Regions from separate parts of the Mus musculus genome. Here region 2 is linked to region 1. Evidence: chromatin contacts called from public HiChIP or PLAC-seq data. All regions are on one chromosome and are shown on one strand. The core of a region is the stretch at or near the end of the contact, and the rest is flanking DNA. Distances in the headings are between cores, read along the strand shown.

What was found. HiChIP or PLAC-seq counts read pairs in DNA pulled down with a chosen protein or histone mark.
Region 2: an H3K27ac HiChIP or PLAC-seq map of embryonic stem cells shows a contact between it and region 1, with 11 read pairs. The contact joins two enhancer-like sites. A contact is called at or near these places in 1 of 15 datasets of contacts at CTCF or cohesin (the NIH/3T3 cell line), 4 of 484 Hi-C or Micro-C datasets (the C10 cell line, embryonic stem cells, nephron progenitors and 1 more) and 3 of 115 datasets of contacts at active chromatin or transcription factors (embryonic stem cells, extraembryonic endoderm stem cells and trophoblast stem cells).

Annotation. Positions count from the first base shown.
Region 1 is chr4:55,003,804-55,006,688 of GRCm38.p6, reverse strand. All of the region lies in intron 1 of Zfp462 (zinc finger protein 462), which reads right to left. Among named protein-coding and RNA genes, the nearest start is that of Zfp462, 57 kb to the right of the region's middle. Within about 2 kb of position 1,523, at least 203 of the 459 cell types and tissues checked have an H3K27ac peak or open chromatin away from gene starts, as enhancers often do. A contact at or near this core is called in embryonic stem cells, where this site is marked.
Region 2 is chr4:55,202,442-55,205,651 of GRCm38.p6, reverse strand. No RefSeq gene overlaps it. Among named protein-coding and RNA genes, the nearest start is that of Gm34231, 3.9 kb to the left of the region's middle. Within about 2 kb of position 1,756, at least 24 of the 459 cell types and tissues checked have an H3K27ac peak or open chromatin away from gene starts, as enhancers often do. A contact at or near this core is called in embryonic stem cells, where this site is marked.

The DNA of each region.
Region 1 (2,885 bases), core at 274-2,773:
CTTTTATAACCATGAAATTTAGACTTGGATATAAAACAACAGCAGCCAAAAATCAACCTGTGAACTTGGTGTGGAACAAGGCAGAGCAGAGCTCATCTCCCTTACTCTGTAATTCACTGTGAGACTGAAACCTACGGGAAGCTTCACGCTAGCTCAAGGCAGAGTCTCACCACAAAGTGACGAGAATATTGGGAAGGTGGAGTCCTTCCTAGCTTAGTGTATATCCTGTAAGGAGATACCCAGTTATTATCTCAGTGAATAAGTTACTTCACAGAGAACATCACAAGCCCTACTAAGTCACTGTACTGTAATCTAGAACCAAATGTCTTAAGAATTCAGGTTGCAGCCAGATCTTTTTTAATGGTGCAGTTTTCTATGCCTCTCTTACAAAAGATAATGTGATTTCTGCTGGAGGAACAAAGTCCAGCAATGATGTGTCAGTGGAGTGCAAGAAGCCATGGCAGGAGGATTTTCTATGAAAGAATGCTCCTGCCCGGAGCCTGCTAAAATAAGTACTGGCCAAGTCCAGCTCTGGACAGGGCTTTGCAGAGTGAGACACAGATATTTTACCTCCTCTTCTTTCACCCAACAATTTATCCTATTTCAATAAACATTGAACTGGACACCAGAGTCCTTTCAGCTAACTAAGTCTCAATATTCCAGATACACAAGCTTTTATGTCAGAGCACCAGCCCAAATTGTGTGGAAGAGGTTGCTATCAGCTCTGGATCAAATTACAGCAGTCACTGAGCCCCACCCCACTTCTCCTTTCGCACAGTCCATTAGACCTGAAAACAAATTTTTCCATGGTGCAGACGACTCCTGCATTTAGAACACTTCACAGAAAAAAGCAGATCACCCAATGCGCACTCCCCATCCCCCAAGCTTAGTCCTTTCATCTCAGCCAAGCAAGCCACAGCCCTGCCGAATGTGTTTATCACACTTTCAGGAGATAGGAGCTCCTGCGTCACTGAAGCTCTAAGACTCACTAAGCTGCCCTAGTCCTCTGAGCTGTAGGAGCAGCCATTTTAGCTCAGAGCCTCTCCTCCGTGCACAACATGGCTTCGCTTGGATTTTGCTAGGCTGACAATCACAAGTGAACGCTACGAGGGCAGGCTGGGCTCCTCCTAAGCTCTGCTCTTCCCAACAAAGAATTAACTGTTTTCATTTCTTCTCGAAAAGCAGCACCTTTCTCCTCCTCAAATGTCATTCACCAAAGATCTCCAAAGGTTCTTTTATCCCATGATTGATAGGCTGGTTCGTTAGTCCCAGCAGAGTACTGGTTAAATCAGGACGCCCCTGGACCAGAGCCTGTCCTGCAGCAGGATTTGGGGGTGTCCTGGAGAGGGGACCTCCAGAATGCCTTGGTTTCTTGGGAGTCGTCCTTCCACACACAGAAGACATACCATCCGAGGCTGCTAGCCAGATTCCAAAGTCTAATGACCTTTGTTAATCACCAGCCAGTCTGTCTGCATCAGCAGACCCTGCCAAAAGACACACCCTTCCACACAAAGGCTGTAGCTATTCCTTTTAAAGGAGGTTCTGTGAAAGCTCCATTGTGTAGCTCAGAGGAAAACAAAATCCCTTCCCTTCAAAACCTCAAGCCTTTAGAAATAATGCAACAAAAGGCTTTCTGCTGTGTCTCTTTTGGAGACTTTGAGCCTGGTTTGCACAAAACATCCACAAAAATGGCCCCGCTTGCACAAGGAGAGCAGAGCATTGAGGCAGTCCACCTGGAGATGGAGTCCATCTTCCATACACTTCTCTAATATCTTGGTGTCTTCTGAAACTGTTCTCTATGAAGGATGCTAACCCCATCACATGCAAACACTAACAGTCTCCTTGTTCTGCTACAAAGGAGATTAAAGGGTTATGAGATCAGAAGGAGGAGGGGGAAAGAGCCACTGATTTGGAAAAAGGAGAGATGATGAAAGTGATTTTCTAATGGGTTCTAGCTTTAATGTTGTTGCAGTCTTTACCTCAAAAATAGCTCAGAGCCTTAGAAGAGGTTAATCTCCAGGCAGCTGATACAACCAGTGGCAGGAAGAGCGGAGTGGCCTTCAATTTGATGTCTGTACCAATACTGAAATGGGAATGGAGACTTACTTTGAAAGCCATTTTGTCTTTGTGTACACGGCTCTCCTGAAGACGCTGACGGAAGAAAACAGAAATTGCTGGCATAGCCCAAACAATCCAAGAAACTTGATATATTTATGAGACCACAAAAGTACACACAGGTAATAAGCAAGAGCAGGAAAATAGGGAGTAGAAATGATCCCCACTAAGCAAACTGGACCTCAGGGTGACCCATTCATCTGTCAATCAGAAAGTGTTTCTGGAGCACGGTGTAGTCCTCCAAGAAGCCAAAACACAGGGAGGGAAATAAAAAAAAAAGATGGGGCATTAAACTTGTATGTTTGACTGCTTCATTGACGCAGAGGAGCAACAGTTGTAAAAGGCTAACCTAGAGAGGGTCTGCAGTGAGATTATGATTGAAAGCGAACAGCCTCGTTCTCGTATTTACCTCATTTAATAACACCCGTGATTAGGAGATTTAACCACCTTTTCCTCACAGAATCAGCACAACCAAGAGGACAAATGCAAGTTTCTGAACTGAAAAAGAAATGTTATTTCTAAAGGTCAGGAGATCAATGTAGAAACCAAACAGACATCCTTCCCTCCCACTACCTGTCCCTCCCAGGGCCATAGCTGCAGGTTCCTCAAGGCCAGATATGCTTCCTTCAGGTAAACCCCACTTCTAACACCATGGCTGATGACAGTTGGGAACTGACTAGACTTCACTCTAAACTAACCTTCACCTTAAGTGAGCAGTGCTCTGAACAGGAAACTCTTAAACCATCCTAACTCTTCCTCAAACTATGCTT
Region 2 (3,210 bases), core at 507-3,006, 200 kb before region 1:
CCAGACAGGACCAGGAACATCCTTTAGCTTGACAGACACAGGAAGTACATTCATCCATTTATTTTTTTCTTTTAGTCAACAGATACTGAAGGCTTATCACCTGCTAGGAACTGTTCTAGGCTCTCCGAATAACCAGAGAGAACAAAGCCCTTGTCCCTGCAAATAAGGGCTTCCATGTAAACACAACATAGTCAGTGTTCTGCAGAGATGGCCCATAGGAAAATGGGATGGAATAGGATAGCAGGGGAGGCGGGGTGGAGTGGGGGCGAGGGGGGCGGAGGGTAAAGGCTGGAACTGGGAGCTGGGTCACAGAAGTGCAGTTTGTAATAGGATCATGTGGTGTGGGGGCCCTTGAAGGTATTGGGTGAGCAAGGACTTGGATAAAACACAGGTAAGGCTGTGACAGAGGAAAAGCCTGGAGATGGGCAGGGAGTGGCTATGCAGCAACAAGACACTCCTAAAGGCAGTCCATGCAGGACTTCACAGTGCAGACTATATAGCACTCCAGAGAGTATATATAGCATGCCATGGGGCATATATATCACTCCATAGGGCATATATAGTATTCTACAGGGCATATATAGCATGCCATAGGTCATATATAGCACTCCATAGGGCATATATAGCACTCCATGGGGAATATATGGCACTCCATAGGGTATATATAGCACTCTAAAGGGTATATACAGCACCCTGTAGGGTATATATAGCACTCCATAAGGCATATATAGTATTTCATGGGGCATATATAGCATTCCATAGGACATATATAGTACAGCATAGGGCATATATAGCATTCCATGAGGTGCAGACTTAGTGCTTTTTCTTTCTTTTTTATAAACACAATGAGAAGGCTTTGAAGTCAGGATGGCATAATGGAAGGATTTTTTTTTTTAAGTGCCTACGATATAGCCCAGCATCTGGTGTGTATTAAGCAAGCTATCACTAAATCACTTCCCTAGCCCACAAATGCAGGATTTTTAAAAACCGTATTTATTTATTTTATTTATGTGTATGAGTTTTTCCTTCATGTCTATCTGTGCACCATATGTGTGCCTGGTGTGCAAAGAGGTCAGAAGAGTTCTCTTCAGCCCCAGATGGCAGGATTTTAAGTCCTAGAATTAGCAGTCCAGAGACTGCAGTTTCCCACAGCTGACAGTGACGTCCCCACAGCTGCTGACTACAGGGGTAGCAGTGGAGGAGGTGGGACGCTGTTGGTCTGGCGGTACACGGAAAAGCAAAAGCAGCCACCACGGAGCTGGAGAGAGTTTGTGAGGGAAAGGAAGCACCCGTGAATGGCCCGCCTGCAGCTTCGGACAACCGAGCACCACCACATCCAACATTCTGGACAACGGACCTTCTAGGGAAGTGTTTGCGGCGTTTGCTGATCTGGCCTTGAGGTCTGCTCTCTCAGCTCAGGCTTGCTGTCTCCATTGTGTAGATGAGGAGACTGAGGGCCTGGCAGGAGATGTGACCTGCCTAACAAACATACACGCCACAGAGTAGAGGAGCTGTGTTTAGATTCTCTGGGGACTTGTGCTCAGGTCCCATCCTGCGTCTGGTCACGGCTGGGATGGAATTAGCATCGTGACCTCGCCACCAGGAGCTCTGGAGGGAAGACATTTGTGAGGCAGGTGGGCAAAGGAGGAAGGTGCTCCTGAGGCAAATGGGATTCTAACACCTGCTGGTCAGTCCCTTTGAAGAGGCTCAGGCTTTAGCTGCCTGGCTGGGCCACAAGGAACAGGTGGTGACTGCTGAAATCTCCGGGCGGAGCTGAGGGAAGGAGCTGTGGCCAGTCACTACTGGCCAGGAACAATGGGCTGCCTCTTAGGGGGTGGGCTCAGGTTACCTCAGCCTTTCTTCTGGAGAGGGCCAGTTCCTCCCACTGCACCTTCCTCTCTCTCTTCCTCCCTTCTCTCCTCTCTTTTCTTCTCTTTTATTCTTTTCCCTCAGGCCAGCAGGCTTCTTCCCACCCACTTTGTTCCAGTAAAAACACTGTAGAGCCTCTCTTGGCCAGATCCGAGACCTCCTCCTCCTTCTTCCACTTCCTCCCTGACTGTCCTGCAGTACTGGGGCCACCACCACCACCACCACCACCACCCCACCCCCACCCCCGCCTCCCTGTCACTTGTATTTCAAGTGTCTCCTCTCTTTAGTTTCTTCCACACAGACAGCTTTGAGTTCCCTGCTTCAGTGGTACCTACCATCAACCTTCTTCAAGTACCCCTCCTTGCTTCATTTTAACCCATTTTCCTTCTCTTCCCTACTCTGACACCTAACCATTGTCTGGGCTCTACTTGTCTAGTGAGCAACGCCAATTATCCCTCTTATGTTCTCTGGTCTTCTGTTATTTGGGCCCCTGGTCCCAATCATTCCAAATGCAGCTAAGTATCAGCTTGACATGAGCTGAGAGTAGGTTGAGGCACGTTGAGAACATTCCCAAATGCTGGGGTGAGCTTCATGCACCTTAGACTAAGGACTAAGAGCAGAGGCTTCTATTCCCAGAGATAGGACACGATTGGGTTTTAGAAGTCTCACTTTGCAGTCTACAGCCAAAGGACTGAGCTGGATTTTATAGTCCAGGTTGGGAGAAGAGGATACTCACTGAAGGAGTGGCTCGCATTCAGACAAATGAATAAGTATTAGATAGCATTTAAGCACCAGAAGAAGGAGACAAGGGAGTGGGATGGGAAACTTCAAGCTTTCTTACGGTAGAGTTGGTCATGGCTATGTGGTCATTCTTCAGAGACCAAGGTATGTAGCAGGTTTTCTTTCCCAAAGCCTAGTCAGGTGCCAATATGTTTTTGTGTTTTGCTTGATTGTGTGTGTATTGATGTTTGTGGATCATCTTCATGTCTGGGGTCCATGTAAGCTGCCATGTGGGAGCTGGGAACTGGACTTGAACCTGAATCCTTCGGAACAGCAGCCAGTTCTCTAATGACCGAGCCATCTCTCCAGCTCTGATAAATGCTAATTTTTAAGGTAACAATAAAATGAAGTGGAATGGACTCATTAAGTCATTATCAGGCTGTTCAGAGCCCAGCCTGGATAGTCTACCTCACACTGGAATTACATTCATTACACTTGATTCTCACAGTCAGGCAGATTTTCCATCAACACTTCAGATGAAGAAAAGAAGGATTGGTGGGACATGACAAAGCCAGGGCTGGGCACTGGCTGGTAGCAGTCAGGCAGTAAAGCCATATTTGC